2 separate regions of the Capra hircus genome follow, and region 1 is linked to region 2. The links are chromatin contacts, called in public Hi-C maps. All regions are on one chromosome and are shown on one strand. Each heading gives the region's core, a stretch centred on a gene start, on an enhancer-like site or on the middle of the called end of the contact. The rest is flanking DNA. Distances are from core to core; before and after follow the strand shown. Region 1 has its middle 25 kb from the start of GNE. Region 2 overlaps GNE (bifunctional UDP-N-acetylglucosamine 2-epimerase/N-acetylmannosamine kinase).

Region 1 (2,943 bases), core at 72-2,571, 49 kb before region 2:
TATTAACAGAGAGCATAATATTAAAAAACCTGTTTCCCAGAATAATACAGGATCACTACAGCCCAGAGACTCCTCTCTTCCTTTATTCCATGCAAAAACAGAGCTGAAAGTTTAAATGGTTTTTTAATATTTAACTTACAGCCGTTTTAGTTTTTCTTTCTCTTTTTTAAGCTGTATTCTAAAACGTAGCTTTGTTTAGCTCTCAAGTTAAGTGCTCTTGATGTTGATCAAGACTGATTTCTGTGTGTGATTTCTGTGAACTTGACTCCTGTGCTGCTTCCACAACCACACAGGTCAGTGAGATCGGGGCTATACTATCTGCCAAAGCTGCCCTTACCAGTCCCAAGCTTACCAGTGGTTCCTAAACCTCCAGTCGAATGAGTAGTTTCCAGTCTCACTGGGCTTCGCTATGGTTCCTAACACCACTTGTGGATCCTCGCTTCTTAAAGTGCCCTTGTCTATTACTGTGCTCTTCTGGCTCCACCCTCCTGTTTCTCTCTGAGTGTCCTCTCTCCCCTGGCTCTCTGTGTTTTTGGCCTGCCGCTCTATTAGTAGGGCTCCCTAGAACGCGTTCCTCACCCTCTGGTTTTCTCGTTCTGCACCCTTTCTCTGGAGTGACCATATCCTCCTACTGATCCAACTGTTTGCTCAGTCCTCCTGATCCAGAGGCTCACATCTCAGATCCCAGCTTCTCCCCAGAGCTTCTGCCCCCTGGGCTTGGTTCTAGCCTCAGTGCTTGACCCCCTTGCCTTGTAGTTTACCCTCTAACAGCAATAAAATTGCTTACGGTTTTCCAGACACAACATTTTTCCAGCTGCCTGCTGGACACTTCTTCCTGAACTCCCCTGCCCCGAACAGCCCATAGGTACTCCAGTTCAGTACATCCAAATATGATCTCATCCAGTTTCCCTCAAACTTGTGTCTCCTTCTGCATCCTCTTTATTTCCACTGCTGACCTCACCACCCACCCAAACGGCACAGCCAGAAACAGGGAAGTCATCTTTACCCATCTGTCTTCCGCCTCCATGACATCTCATCAATTTCCCTTTGTCTCCTCCCCTTCCTCCATAGCCCCTAGTTCAGGTTCCATCACCAGCCTGTTTAAGATCTCTTCTAGCTTCGCACCCCACGCCAGTCATATTCAGACCCCTCCACAGCCTCCAAAATGAGTCATTCAAAATATCAATCTAACTCCCTTCACCCCCATCCCCACCCATGGCCTCAGACCCTTAAACAGCTATCACTGCCTACAGGTCAAAGTCCAAGCTTACAGCATGAGTCCCTCTCCAACAAAAGCCCCATTTGGTCTGCTGCTAACTGCGATTTCAGCCTCCAAGCTCCAGTTCTCTTTCCCTTGTATTTTACCCTCTAACAGCATCAGTCTGCCAAAGGTTTCCCAGACACACTGTGTTCTTTCTCTCTACATTTTTTCAGGCAGACTCCTCTGCCTGGAAGGCACTTCCTCCCCTGCTCTCTCCTCTCATGACTCAGATCAGGTATCATCAGGAGATCTTTCCTTATCCTGTGAGTCAGATCAGATGCTCTAATTGCTTCTGTAATAGCCTTTGATGAACCATTTCCCTCCCCTGGGGTGTGGTCAGCACTTGTTCTTGTGGGGTTTCCACTGGCCTGTCAGTATCTGGAGCCTGCACTGAGGCATGTCTTTACCTCTGGGACCTAGCTCAGAACCTGGCACAGAGTTGAGGTTCAAGGAATGTTTCCTGGGTGAAAGAATGGAGACTGGCTCCTGGCTTGAACAGTTGGGTGGCTGGTGGGAACGAACAGTCACCCGAGGGAAGAACCTGCAGGAGGAGCAGATTTTGGCCAAGTGAGGATGGAGAGCAGAGTGTGTGTGTGAAGGATGCGGTCCTGGCCTGTAGATTCCTGGTGAGGAGCACACACGGGGCAGATGTCCAGTGGGCAACGCAATGACCAGGTCTGGAGCTCCCAGGAGAAGCCTGGGACATTGGGAGTTGGAAGTATTTAATTGTGTCCCCTAAGAAGACGGGGCTGACTTCAGGAGGGAGTCTGTTTGGGGCTGGCTGGGGGGCCCCCACACTGATACTCCTTTACTGAAATGTGTCAGGAAAAGGCTGCTCCAGCTGCCCAAGACTCTCCTAGTTCAGAATGAGCTACCCTTCCTGGATCTGTGTGTGGGGTGAAGTGGCTCAGGTCACCGTTAACTTGGCAGGGGGAGCCACGCCTTCATACTTGCCTCACTCGCTTGAAGACTGTGATCAGGAGCGCGCCCTGTCCTGGGCACTAAACACAGAGGCCATCAGCTCTTTGACCATGCAGGGTCCAGCAAGGCTGACTCTCCAGAGAGGGCCTTGCTCGTGCCCTGGGGGCTGGAGTGTTATGAGCCCGCCTACGTACAACCTGGAACCAGAGGCCATGCTGGAGGAAAGGCCTCAGAATTTCTTCACAAGGCAATGTGGCAGGAAACTCTGAGGTCCCAAGTGACTGTTTGTTCACAGTCTCTCAGTCCACTTTGTGAACTGCACAATGAACAGCCGCAGGGGCTGCTTGGACCAAATGCCCAGAGAGAGAGAAAGGAGGCAACCAGCAGAAGCTGTGAGCTCCAAGCACCTTTCTCAGCAACTCACTAGCCGAAAGTTATGCTCCTAGGAACTGGTCTGCAGAGAAAGTTCTGATTCCAGGTTATCCACTGGCCTCACCATGGCCTTGCTTAGTGGACATCCATCCAGAAGGAGGCCAGGGGAGCGGCCCTTTCTAATAATGTCACTCACTCCCTGTGTCAGGGGGTGTGCCTTCTCCAGGATTCACAGAGGAAGGAACGGACAGTACCTTAATGGCCACCTCTCCTCCCTCAAGGCCTGGAGAAGCAGAGGACGCGTCTTCCAGAGCAGAGCAGAGGAGAATGAAGCAGAAACACAGAATGAGCAGAGATGGGAGAAAAGATTCCTGATGGCTCTTCAGCCC
Region 2 (3,021 bases), core at 416-2,915:
AGAAGGAAATGGCAACCCACTCCAGTATTCTTGCCTGGAGAATCCCAGGGGCAGAGGAGCCTGGCAGGCTACAGTCCATAGGGTCACAAAAGAGTCGGACACAACTTAGACTAAACAACAATCCACTTTGACAGCTGTTAGAATAGTTCTGACCTGAGGTCAGGTATTGGACTAGGAGATGTCCTGGTTGAGGGGGATGGAGAGGAGATAGATTTGAAAGATACTCAGAAGGTAGAATTGACAGGGCTGAGGAAGTACAGGGTGAGGAACAGAGAAGACAAGGATGTCAAGGCATTTGGATGAATGGGAGTTCATAACGCAGTTAGAGAACAGGAAGGAGGAACAGGTTTGGAAAAGAAAATGAGTTCCATTTGGGACAGTGACTTTGAGGGGCCTGTGGGGCAGGAGATAGCTGGTAGGCATTTGGAGTTGTCAAGTTTGTAGGCACTGGCTAGGGATGTGAATGAGGCCTTGAAGGTAGGGGGTTTTGTTTCATCTTACTCATCTTTTCCTCAGCACTAATCACAGTGCTTTGTGTGTAGTGTGAGAGTGAGTAACTCATTTGTTATAGGATGTGATCTTGAATCTTGGGGAAGTAATTTCTTCCCCCAAGGCTTGTCTTTCTCTTTCTCTAAGTGGGGAAGCTGAACTAGATCAGTGGCTCTCAACCAAACTTTTGCTTTAGTCTGGTATGTTGGGATTAATTGTGAGGAATGGCAAGTAATTTTTAATTAATAATAAAGAGCTGATGTTTGATTACTTTTTAAATGAGTTGATTTGTTACTCTTTTTTTAAGTAACAAACAATATTTTACTAAAACATAAGATTTACAAAAATTTCCAGACAAACCATACAAAATGGTCACAAGCTTTTGCTTAAAGGGAGAATTCTACACTTGACAGTTAAATCACAGTGTTATTAGTGAGTTTGTTTAATGTTCCCATTTTGGTTCAATCAAGCTTGTCCAGCTAAAAGTTAGACTTGATTAGAGACCATATTCTAAAGAACTGATTAGTTGCTTTTAACCAGTACAATTAGATCACCATAAAAGGGGGGGAAGGAGCCCATAAAATTAAACTTAAACTATCTTTCCCTCACAAAAAAAAAAGAAGAGAAAGAGAAACAGTCACACCCTGCAACTAACCCTGACGACTACCTTCATTCACAGTGGTGGTGGTTCAGTCACCAAGTTGTGTTTGACTCTTCTGACCCGGTGGACTGTAGTCCACCGGGCTCCTCTGTCTGTGGGACTTCCAGGCAGGAATGCTGGAGTGGGTTGCCACTTGCTTCTCCAGGAGCTTTATACTTAAACCATGATGGGGAAAATGAATAAAAGCAGAAAGAGGCTATGGCTTTTAAACGTTTCACCACAATCCAGATGATACTTCTAGCCTCTGCTCATGCTAATTTACGACAGTGAATGAGGACAAGACATAAATTTGCTAATGTGCATTTAATCAGCAAAGGACTGGCAGTGTCTGGGCTTTTATTCTGTAATGTTTCTAAGACTTTATCCATTAAATGCAAACAAAAAAGGAAGAAGTCTTGGCAGAACAGGGGAAGTGATGCGTACTTGATGATCGAGGGATTTGAATATTATCTGGGGCAGACAGCCTGGTCCCTGCTTCAGCTGTTTCTATGGCTGGGGCTCCGCCGGTCCTCCGCTGCTCCGCTGGTCCTCCGCTGCTCCGCCACATCATTTGTTAGTGGATCATCTGGACTGGGAGCACTTCACCAAGTCTGGATTGATAACAGAACTATGCACATCTGCAATGCTGGGGACTACTTGTCTTTCAAAATATGTAAACATTCTTCCCAACTTGTCTACATTAGGATGATAGATTCTGGTCATGAAACATACTTTGGGGGCTGCCATTGGGCATTCTGAAGGAATGGTTCAGGTTTAAAAGTCCCTCCCTTTATCATTATACTTAATGATGGTTAAAGATTTAAGACTGCAAAATTTTATGTTTATATCTTGGATCTATCATTCTGATTATAAATAAACTTTTTGTCTCTGTAATGTCTTATTATTGAAGTATAGTTGAACTATAATGTTAATTACTGTTGTGCAGCAAAGTGACTCAGTTATACATACATACGTTCTTTTCATATTTTCTTCCATTGTGGCTTATCACAGGATATTAATTTTCATTTTTGCAACTTCAGGAACTCTATTTTCAGAACCTCTCGAAAAGAAAACAAATCATGGAGAAGAAAGAGAATAACCGGAAGCTTCGGGTGTGTGTTGCCACTTGCAACCGTGCCGATTATTCTAAACTTGCCCCCATCATGTTTGGCATTAAAATGGAACCTGAGTTCTTTGAACTTGATGTGGTGGTACTTGGCTCTCACCTGATAGATGACTATGGGTAAGATGAAAGCGTTTTCTTATGATATTCTTCATTGCAACATGGTGTACTACTGAGAACTTGGGTCCTGGAGCCATGTGGACCCAGCTTCAAATGCCAGTTCTACCACTTAGTTTTTAGGTGGCCTTGGAGAAGTTACCTAGCACTTCTGAGCTTCAGGTTCCTCAGTTATGAAACGAAGTGGAAACTTGTATTGCAGGTTACTGTGAGGAATGGAGATAGTGACATAAAATGTCTATATAGGGATGCTGCCTATTAGATGCTTGGTAAATTATAGCCATTATTATTACTATTATTTGCTACTACATTCAGAAATTCCATTTATAAATGTATATTGTGTGACTGTAATGTGATTCTATATAATCTGTTTTGTGAGTTCTAATGCTAATCCTACATGAAAAAACTGTATAAAGTAGTAGACACTGAACAAGATTTTAAAAATCTAATCTATAAGATAAAGTAGAATTACCATTACCATTGATACTTATTTTGATGACATTAGGTTTGTTATTGATCACAGTCTAAATATTAAAGATGAAACTTGGGAAATCTTTGAGGGACAGAAAGAACGTATATACCAAAGATGGAACATTCATTTTGTTATGTGTTAATAATAAAGTGGCTTTAGTGCACCCTTGTGGCATGAAAA

What was found. A called contact is a pair of places that touch in the nucleus more often than the background predicts.
Region 1: a contact with region 2 is called in a Hi-C map of liver, with 4 times the contacts expected there. The contact joins two enhancer-like sites. A contact is called at or near these places in 2 of 5 Hi-C or Micro-C datasets (blood and liver).

The regions. Positions count from the first base shown.
Region 1 is chr8:60,259,714-60,262,656 of ARS1.2, reverse strand. No RefSeq gene overlaps it. Among named protein-coding and RNA genes, the nearest start is that of GNE, 25 kb to the right of the region's middle. Within about 2 kb of position 1,321, at least 2 of the 5 cell types and tissues checked have an H3K27ac peak or open chromatin away from gene starts, as enhancers often do.
Region 2 is chr8:60,211,420-60,214,440 of ARS1.2, reverse strand. It overlaps GNE (bifunctional UDP-N-acetylglucosamine 2-epimerase/N-acetylmannosamine kinase), which reads left to right. Exons shown (of 12, transcript XM_018052164.1): 2 at 2,170-2,372. Among named protein-coding and RNA genes, the nearest start is that of GNE, 23 kb to the left of the region's middle. Within about 2 kb of position 1,665, at least 1 of the 5 cell types and tissues checked has an H3K27ac peak or open chromatin away from gene starts, as enhancers often do.